Linked DNA regions of Hordeum vulgare: region 1 is linked to region 2. Evidence: chromatin contacts called from public Hi-C data. All regions are on one chromosome and are shown on one strand. Each heading gives the region's core, a stretch centred on a gene start, on an enhancer-like site or on the middle of the called end of the contact. The rest is flanking DNA. Distances are from core to core; before and after follow the strand shown. Region 1 holds the start of LOC123405181. Region 2 holds the start of LOC123401520 (protein S-acyltransferase 24-like).

Evidence for each region. Hi-C and Micro-C count contacts between places; a contact is called where the count stands out from the background.
Region 1: a Hi-C map of leaf shows a contact between it and region 2, with 2.4 times the contacts expected there. The contact joins the promoter of LOC123405181 here to the promoter of LOC123401520 in region 2. A contact is called at or near these places in 1 of 6 Hi-C or Micro-C datasets (leaf) and 1 of 1 datasets of contacts at active chromatin or transcription factors (embryo).

What each region holds. Positions count from the first base shown.
Region 1 is chr6H:110,551,208-110,554,878 of MorexV3_pseudomolecules_assembly, reverse strand. It overlaps LOC123405181, which reads left to right and starts at 1,768. Exons shown (of 4, transcript XM_045098975.1): 1 at 1,768-2,255; 2 at 2,334-2,467. The coding sequence starts at 1,791. LOC123402493 (putative FBD-associated F-box protein At1g05080) reads right to left here and starts at 1,114. Exons shown (of 3, transcript XM_045096416.1): 1 at 1-1,114. The coding sequence starts at 1,031.
Region 2 is chr6H:110,414,844-110,418,378 of MorexV3_pseudomolecules_assembly, reverse strand. It overlaps LOC123401520 (protein S-acyltransferase 24-like), which reads right to left and starts at 1,314. Exons shown (of 13, transcript XM_045095346.1): 1 at 880-1,314; 2 at 1-36. The coding sequence starts at 1,152.

The DNA of each region.
Region 1 (3,671 bases), core at 519-3,018, 140 kb before region 2:
TGCACTCCTGGCTCCAGGTATCCCAGCACACGCAGCTTAGGGGCATGGCCAATCTTGACTGTCGTGCTCATTTTGCCCACGCGGCCCCGCTCGCTCCAATTTCTCCAGAGGAAGAGACGCTCCAGGCTTGGAGCGTTCACCACGGCGACCTCCTCCAGGATGGACAAGCAGAACTGCGCGCACCGTAGGCTCTGGTTGGCGATACGAGCGTGCAATGAGGCCAGGCTTCCATGGAACGCGAGGATCTGCAGCACGGGGCTCACGGCGAGCAAGAACTCCAGGTCTTTGTCCTCCATGACGATGCAGCCAAGCACAAGCTCCCGAAGGTTGGGGAAGGCGGCCCCGCGCGGGAGGGCGGTGGTGTTCGGGAACACCCAGGCACCGATGCAGAGCCGGGAGAGGGAGGCACAGCTGAAGAGCGAGGAAGGGAGGGGCAGGCCGGGAAGGGGCCAGGGGCGATTGACGAAAACGAGCTCATCGACGCCCTTGGTGGCAAGGATCTGGAACCAGCGCGCGAGCATGCGGCGGTCGGCGGCGTCCATGAAGCTGCAGGTGAGGCTGACGAAGGGGAAGGGCCCAGGATGTGCCTCGAGGGCGGCGGAGACAGCGTTGGTGACGGCACGCGAGACAGCACCGGCGCGGGCGGGCCGGCACTGCGCGTCGCCCCTGGAGAGGAAGTGGGTGTCGACGAGGACGAGCGGCGCAGAGCGCCAGAGGCCGCGCCAGCGCGAGGAGAGCACGGTGGTGCGCGCGCCGTCCTTGGCGGGGAGGCGAGAGAGGACGCGACGGAGGAGATCGTCGGGTAGGCGGCTAAGTCGGTCGGCGCTTTCAGCGTCGGCGATGGCCGTGGCGTTGCAGCGCAGGGGGGTGATTGTGGAGACGAGCGGCTTGGGGAGGAAGGAGTAGAGGAATGTGAGCATCGTCTCCGTGTGGAGGTTCAGCGTCTCCGGAGCCAACCCGTGCAGCATCCTCGGAGGCACCGTCGTGTCCTCCCCGACGGGCTCGGTGGTGGGGCAGCTTCGCCCGGACATCGCGATTGTGGCGGCGGCGGCGGAGGAGGAAGGGGGGTTTTGGGGGAGGGCGACGCGAAGGTGGGGGAGTGTGTGTGTGTGGTGGAGGTTGCCAAAAATGCTACACGTACATAGATTTTGAGAAAACTCCACATTTCAACTTAGAGCAAGTCTAGTAGAACCCTCAAACCCTTAAATTCTGGAAAATAACCGTTTTTTTACAGTTTTCGTCGAAAAAACGACGTAGACTAGAACCCTTAAACCCGTAAAAACTTTTAGAGGTCGAACCTGTAAACGCCCTCGCAGCCTGTAGAAGTGAGGGTTGGGAGGGCAAACCCAATCCCAACCCGCACTCCTTTTCATCTCGAGCGCGGGAGGGAAACCGCCCGTCCCAGCCGCCGCGCCATGGATCCCCTGGCCGCCGCCTCCGCGCCGGCCCCGCCCGCCGCCGCTTCAGCCCCGCCCGCCCCCGCCCCCGCCCCGCACGCCCCGGCCACCGTGGCCGACGTGGTGGCGGCGACCCACGTCGGGGCCAAGCGGCGGCGGGCGGGCCTCGCACCGCCTCCTCCCACCCCGGCCGCTGCCGCCCCCGCCCCGGCCACCGTCCAGCCCGCGAAGAAGAGCCGGCCGAAGGTCTCCTCGCGTGGGCCGCGAGGGGCTTCCTCGAAGGCCGCCGGCGCATCCCCGAAGCGGAAGAAGGTCACGACGCGGAAGAAGCCCGCGCCCCCGGTCGTCGCCGTCGCTGAACCTCCTCCCGCCGCGCACGAGGTGTTCGAGGAAATGGCAAACCCAACCTCGTTCATGGACCTCCTTCAAGACGCGGAGGTGGACCTCGGGGCTCCGCCTCTAGAACCCTTTGGTGAGGAGGTTGGAGAAGATGAGGAGGATGTAGGGGATGATGAGGAGGAGGTGGCCGAGATAGGGGAGGAGGCATTCACCGCCGCTTCCCGCCCACACGCGCGGTCGACAAACTACACCGAAGCGGAAGATATCCTCTTGGTTCGTGCTTGGGCATCTGTGGGGATGGATGCAACCACCGGCACCGATCAAACCGGTAAAAGGTATTGGCACAGGATCGAGGACAACTATTGTAGGATCAAGCCGAAGAATTGTGGGTTCCTCTCTCGCAGTTACCGGTCGCTTCAAGGCCGGTGGGATTTGATGAAGCCCGCTTGTGCTCGTTGGAGTGCGGCCATGGACCAAGTGAGGGATGCACCACCTAGTGGAACCGTGGAGAGTGACTATGTGAGTACATATATCTTCACTATTTTCATTATGTGTGTGTACTATGTGGGTTCTTATGTGATTATGTGTGCTTGATAGGAGACAATTGCCGGCATGAGGTACAAGGAGATGGCCGCTTCCAAGGGCAAGCCATTCCCATTTAAGCATGCTTGGGCAATTCTTCAAACCTTTGACAAGTGGAAGTTGAGGGATCAAGAGACCGCACCCAAGAAGTCGGCTTGGAGGAGAGGATGATCAAGGTGAAAGAGGCAAAGGTATGGAAAGAACTCATGGTGGAAGAGAAGGAGCACATGATGATGTCCAAGAAGGACATGGATGAAGAACAATTACAATGGTGGAAGGACTACAAGGAGGACATCGCAGAGAGGAAGAAGATATTCCGTGGTGCGTCCTCTACTTTCCGTGGTGGTGGCGATGGCGGTGTGGATGACTCCAATGGAGGTGCTTGATGGACGTGCAAGTGGTCTAGGAAATGGCGCCAAGTGCAACTTTTTGGTGATGGTGCCGATGAGAGGGGGAAGATGATGATTGTGTGATGTAAAAACTATTAAACCATGCATCAATGATCTTTATTTCCGTGTTTGTTTGAAGGTTATTATGTTTGTCTTGTGAAAATTATGCAATGCCAAATGACAGTTTTAAGGGTTGGGGTTGGGGCAAAGATTAGAACCCTCAAACCCAACCCTTATAACGGAATATTCCGTTATAAGGGTTGGGTTTGAGGGTTCTAGTCTTTGCCTCTGTTTTTCAACCCTTAAAAGTATCAAAAATGGGCAATTCTCAACCCTTAAAACTGGTTTATATTTAAGGGTTTGAGGGTTCTACTAGAGATGCTCTAAGAACATCTAGACCCGTATAACTCGCGAGACTGTAAAATAACCGTCGATAGAACTCGTAAAACGACTCTGAAATGTAAAAAAAATTAACTCCTTCCGATTTGTAAAAACACGGTTTTCACGTCCACTTCTACGATGCCTTGTGTCGAGAGAAAGCAGTTGGTGGGAGCCCAACTGCCACGCAAACTTCCGCGTCCGTCATGCGCCGCCTCGGGCATCGCCCCACCCGTCCCCGGACGCCGGCCGCCCACCCCGGCCGTTGCGCCTGCCCGCGGCCGCTCGAATCCATTCATCTAGCTAGCTAGCTAGTTCATGTGCCCACTCGAATCGATTGAGCGAGCGAGAGAGCGAGCTAGCTAGCTCGTGGATTGATTCAGCTAGCTAGCTCCTGGATCGATCTGGCCACGGATGAGCTAGCTTCGTGCGCTATTTTGAACGCTGGTGGTTTCATATTTGGCTGCTTCGTACACTGTCTATGGACACGAACGAGAGAAAGAAGAAGACCTGAGAAAGAATATAAAGCGGATATTCAATTTTACAATTTAACTTTAAGGGTTTTGTTCGGTCGCAACTTAAATCG
Region 2 (3,535 bases), core at 65-2,564:
CCCTGTATGATCTATAGCATTTACATCTGCTCCATGCTGTCCAGATAACAAGCGAATAACCATCATCACACCATATAGCAAACAAAAGGAGCATAACAGTACAGGAGTGCATAGCAAAATTGTGATAACTTAGGTCAAGATCGGCGAAGAGGTGCTACGGATAACCATCCTGAAGCTGGCACTTACATCTATGATTGACCCCACATATATTCAGGAGTCAAGTTGAGAAAGCTGATGTCAAAGAGGTTGGTTGTAATAAGCCTTAACAGCTGTGTGTATACAAATGAATGAACCAACCAAGGTATATGATCCAATTTGGTCCAGTGGGATTATACCTCAGAAAAGTTTGTATGCCCAATAGATATGGAAAATGGCTAGTTCAGAGGGCCCTCTAAGCACTAATCAAGCAGATATAAGAAGCCTTGGACTGGCCCTGCTCAGACCTACCCACCAACCATACTACCATAGCATTCACCAGATACATGCCAAAACAGCATAAAGGCAAGCCCAAAACCTACACCAGCTTCCCAATGATCACGTGCATACATCACCAAACCCCAAGAACCCCACAACAAAAGGATAGCATTATACTTTCCTGTCACTACAAGGCACGAACCAAAATCACGCATCGGCCCATGGGAATTGCAAATATTCAACGATAAGTGCGGCAAAGGGCGTCGACATTACAAAACATTCAGCAGGAGCTACACTACACCTCGGCTGCGAAATTCGGGGCTGATCAAAACAGGCCAACTATCGAATTGGATTGCTAAACGGTTAAACTGCAGCAGCAGGAGGCATCCCTCCATTGTCACAGTTTATTTATAACTAGCAGCAATCAGAAGCTACGTATTGGGGGAGCTCGGGGAAATGGCGGACCTCAAGGATGTACTGGGCGGCGGCGACGCGATTGTTGAGGGCGGCCCACTGGAGCGCGTGGTAGCCGAGGCCGTCGGGCTCCGTCACCGACCGGCCCTCCAGCTCGACGAGGCGGTGCAGCTTCTCGAGGTCCCCGTACGCGGCGCCCGTGTAGACGTCATCCTTGAGCGCCTCCTCCGCCGCCTCCGCCTCCCCCGCGGCGGCCGCCCCGCCGGCCCCGGCGGGGGAGGCGGCCGCGGTCGTGTCCTCGAGGACCTCGATCTCCGACGCCATGGCGGGATCGGGCTCTCTGGATTGGGTCAGGGAGGGAGGGGAGGGGGGGGTCGGAGGACGCTGGACGCGGAGGTGGCCCGAGGGACCTTGTCGCGGAGGGCGTTTTTGACTCGGTATTTTTGGTGTTTTATTATTTCGTTGGCTTTGGCCGGAGGAAGAAGACGGGCGCAGCCGCACCGAACGACCCAACCACGAGAGAAGGGGATCTTTGCGCTCGCACTTGCTGCAGGCCGCGACGCCTCATTTGACTCATTTATTAGACTATCCATAGTGATAATAATATAAAGGAGATGTTAACATCGATGTGACCTAAACAAAAACATACTATGATAGCTAATTAATAATAAAAGAAATAAATTAAGTAACATAACAAGTTATTCATACTATACTATGAATAACATAACACATACCAAGACAAAATGAGTCTATAAGCTAAGAGCATCTCCAGCTGCGTCCCCAACAGGGCCCTCCCGGCCATTTTTTTCCTCGACGGAGGAAAACAGCTCAGTCGCGTCCTCACGAGCCCATTTTTCGCCGGCTAGGGCCGTAATTAGCCCCGGCAGTCCCAGGCCGAACCCAGTGCGCTCGGGGTCGTCCGGGGCGCCGGCGGAAACATTTTTGACACGAAAAAACCTGGGCCCGCCGAGGTAGCGACTCACGCGCGCGGTCGTCGTCCTCATCGCCTCGTTTCCCGCGGAAATCAATGCGAAGGTTGTACCGTCGGTCAGTCTTCCATTGAGGCGGCACGGCGACGCACGTCCCGTCTGTTCCTGCCACACATTCACACGACGCCACTCCGCGTGCTCGCCAGCCTGCGGCTATATAATGTGCCATCTCCCTCCCTCCTGCCGGTGGCCACACAACTCTGAGAATCTCGCCGCCGACGCCCTCTCCTCTATTTCTTCATCATCGGCGCCTCCTCTCCCTCTTTCTCCCCAAAAAATGGTTGAACGCTTCCCCGGCGATGGAGCGGCAGCCAATGGCTTTGGCCGTCGTCACCTCCATGAGGACGAGGACCGCCTTCTCTATGAGACGGACTACCCGGCCCCACCGGACATGCGGATGTAGGGATCATGGAGGCTGAGCGTCGGCGGAGTCCCGGTGTCACCGCCGCCCTCTCGAGCTGATCGACGGGCGGATATCGCGCGCATACGGTCGTCGCTGTCGGAGAGCTCGCGCAACCTGCCGAGGTACGCCCCCGACAGCAACACGTTGTGGACGGCGTACTTCGAACACCGGCACGCCGACTAGCTCGACGTCACCAATGGGGTCGAACCATGCAACCGCCACAACTCCAAGGGGGCGCCGCCAATGATGGGGCATCCCCATCCGCACATTAGAGGTCGTCCTCGAGCACATCGAGGGCGGCTGTTGGGGAACGTCGCATGGGAAACAAAAAATTTCCTACGCGCATGAAGACCTATCATGGTGATGTCCATCTACGAGAGGGGATTTTCGATCTACGTACCCTTGTAGATCGCACAGCAGAAGCGCTAAGAAACGCGGTTGATGTAGTGGAACGTCCTCACGTCCCTCGATCCGCCCCGCGAACCGTCCCATGAACCGTGCCGCGATCCGTCCCACGATCCGCTCCGATCTAGTGCCGAACGGACGGCACCTCCGCGTTCAGCACACGTACAGCTCGACGATGATCTCGGCCTTCTTGATCCAGCGAGAGAGACAGAGAGGTAGATGAGTTCTCCGGAAGCGTGACGGCGCTCCGGAGGTTGGTGGTGATCTAATCTCAGCAGGGCTCCGCCCGAGCTCCGCAGAAACGCGATCTAGAGGAAAAAACGTGGAGGTATGTGGTCGGGCTACCGTGGCAAAAGTTGTCACAAATCAGCCCTAAAACCTCCGTATATATAGGTGGGAGAGGGGGGCCTTGCCTTGGGGCTCAAGGAGCCCCAAGGGGGTCGGCCGAGCCAGGGAGGGAGTTCTCCCCTTCCAAACCGAATCCAACTAGGTTTGGAAGGAGGAGTCCTTTCCCTTTTTCCCACCTCCTCTTTTTTTTCTTTTTCTCTTTGATTTTCTTCCTATGGCGCATAGGGCCTTCTTGGGCTGTCCCACCAGCCCACTAAGGGCTGGTGCGCCACCCTCGAGGCCTATGGGCTTCCCCGGGGTGGGTTGCCCCCCCCCCCCCGGTGAACACCCGGAACCCATTCGTCATTCCCGGTACATTCCCGGTAACTCCGAAAACCTTCCGGTAATCAAATGAGGTCATCCTATATATCAATCTTCGTTTCCGGACCATTCCGGAAACCCTTGTGACGTCCGTGATCTCATCCGGGACTCCGAACAACATTCGGTAACCAACCATATAACTCAAATACGCATAAAACAGCGTCGAACCTTAAGTGTGCAGACCCTGTGGGTTTGAGAACTA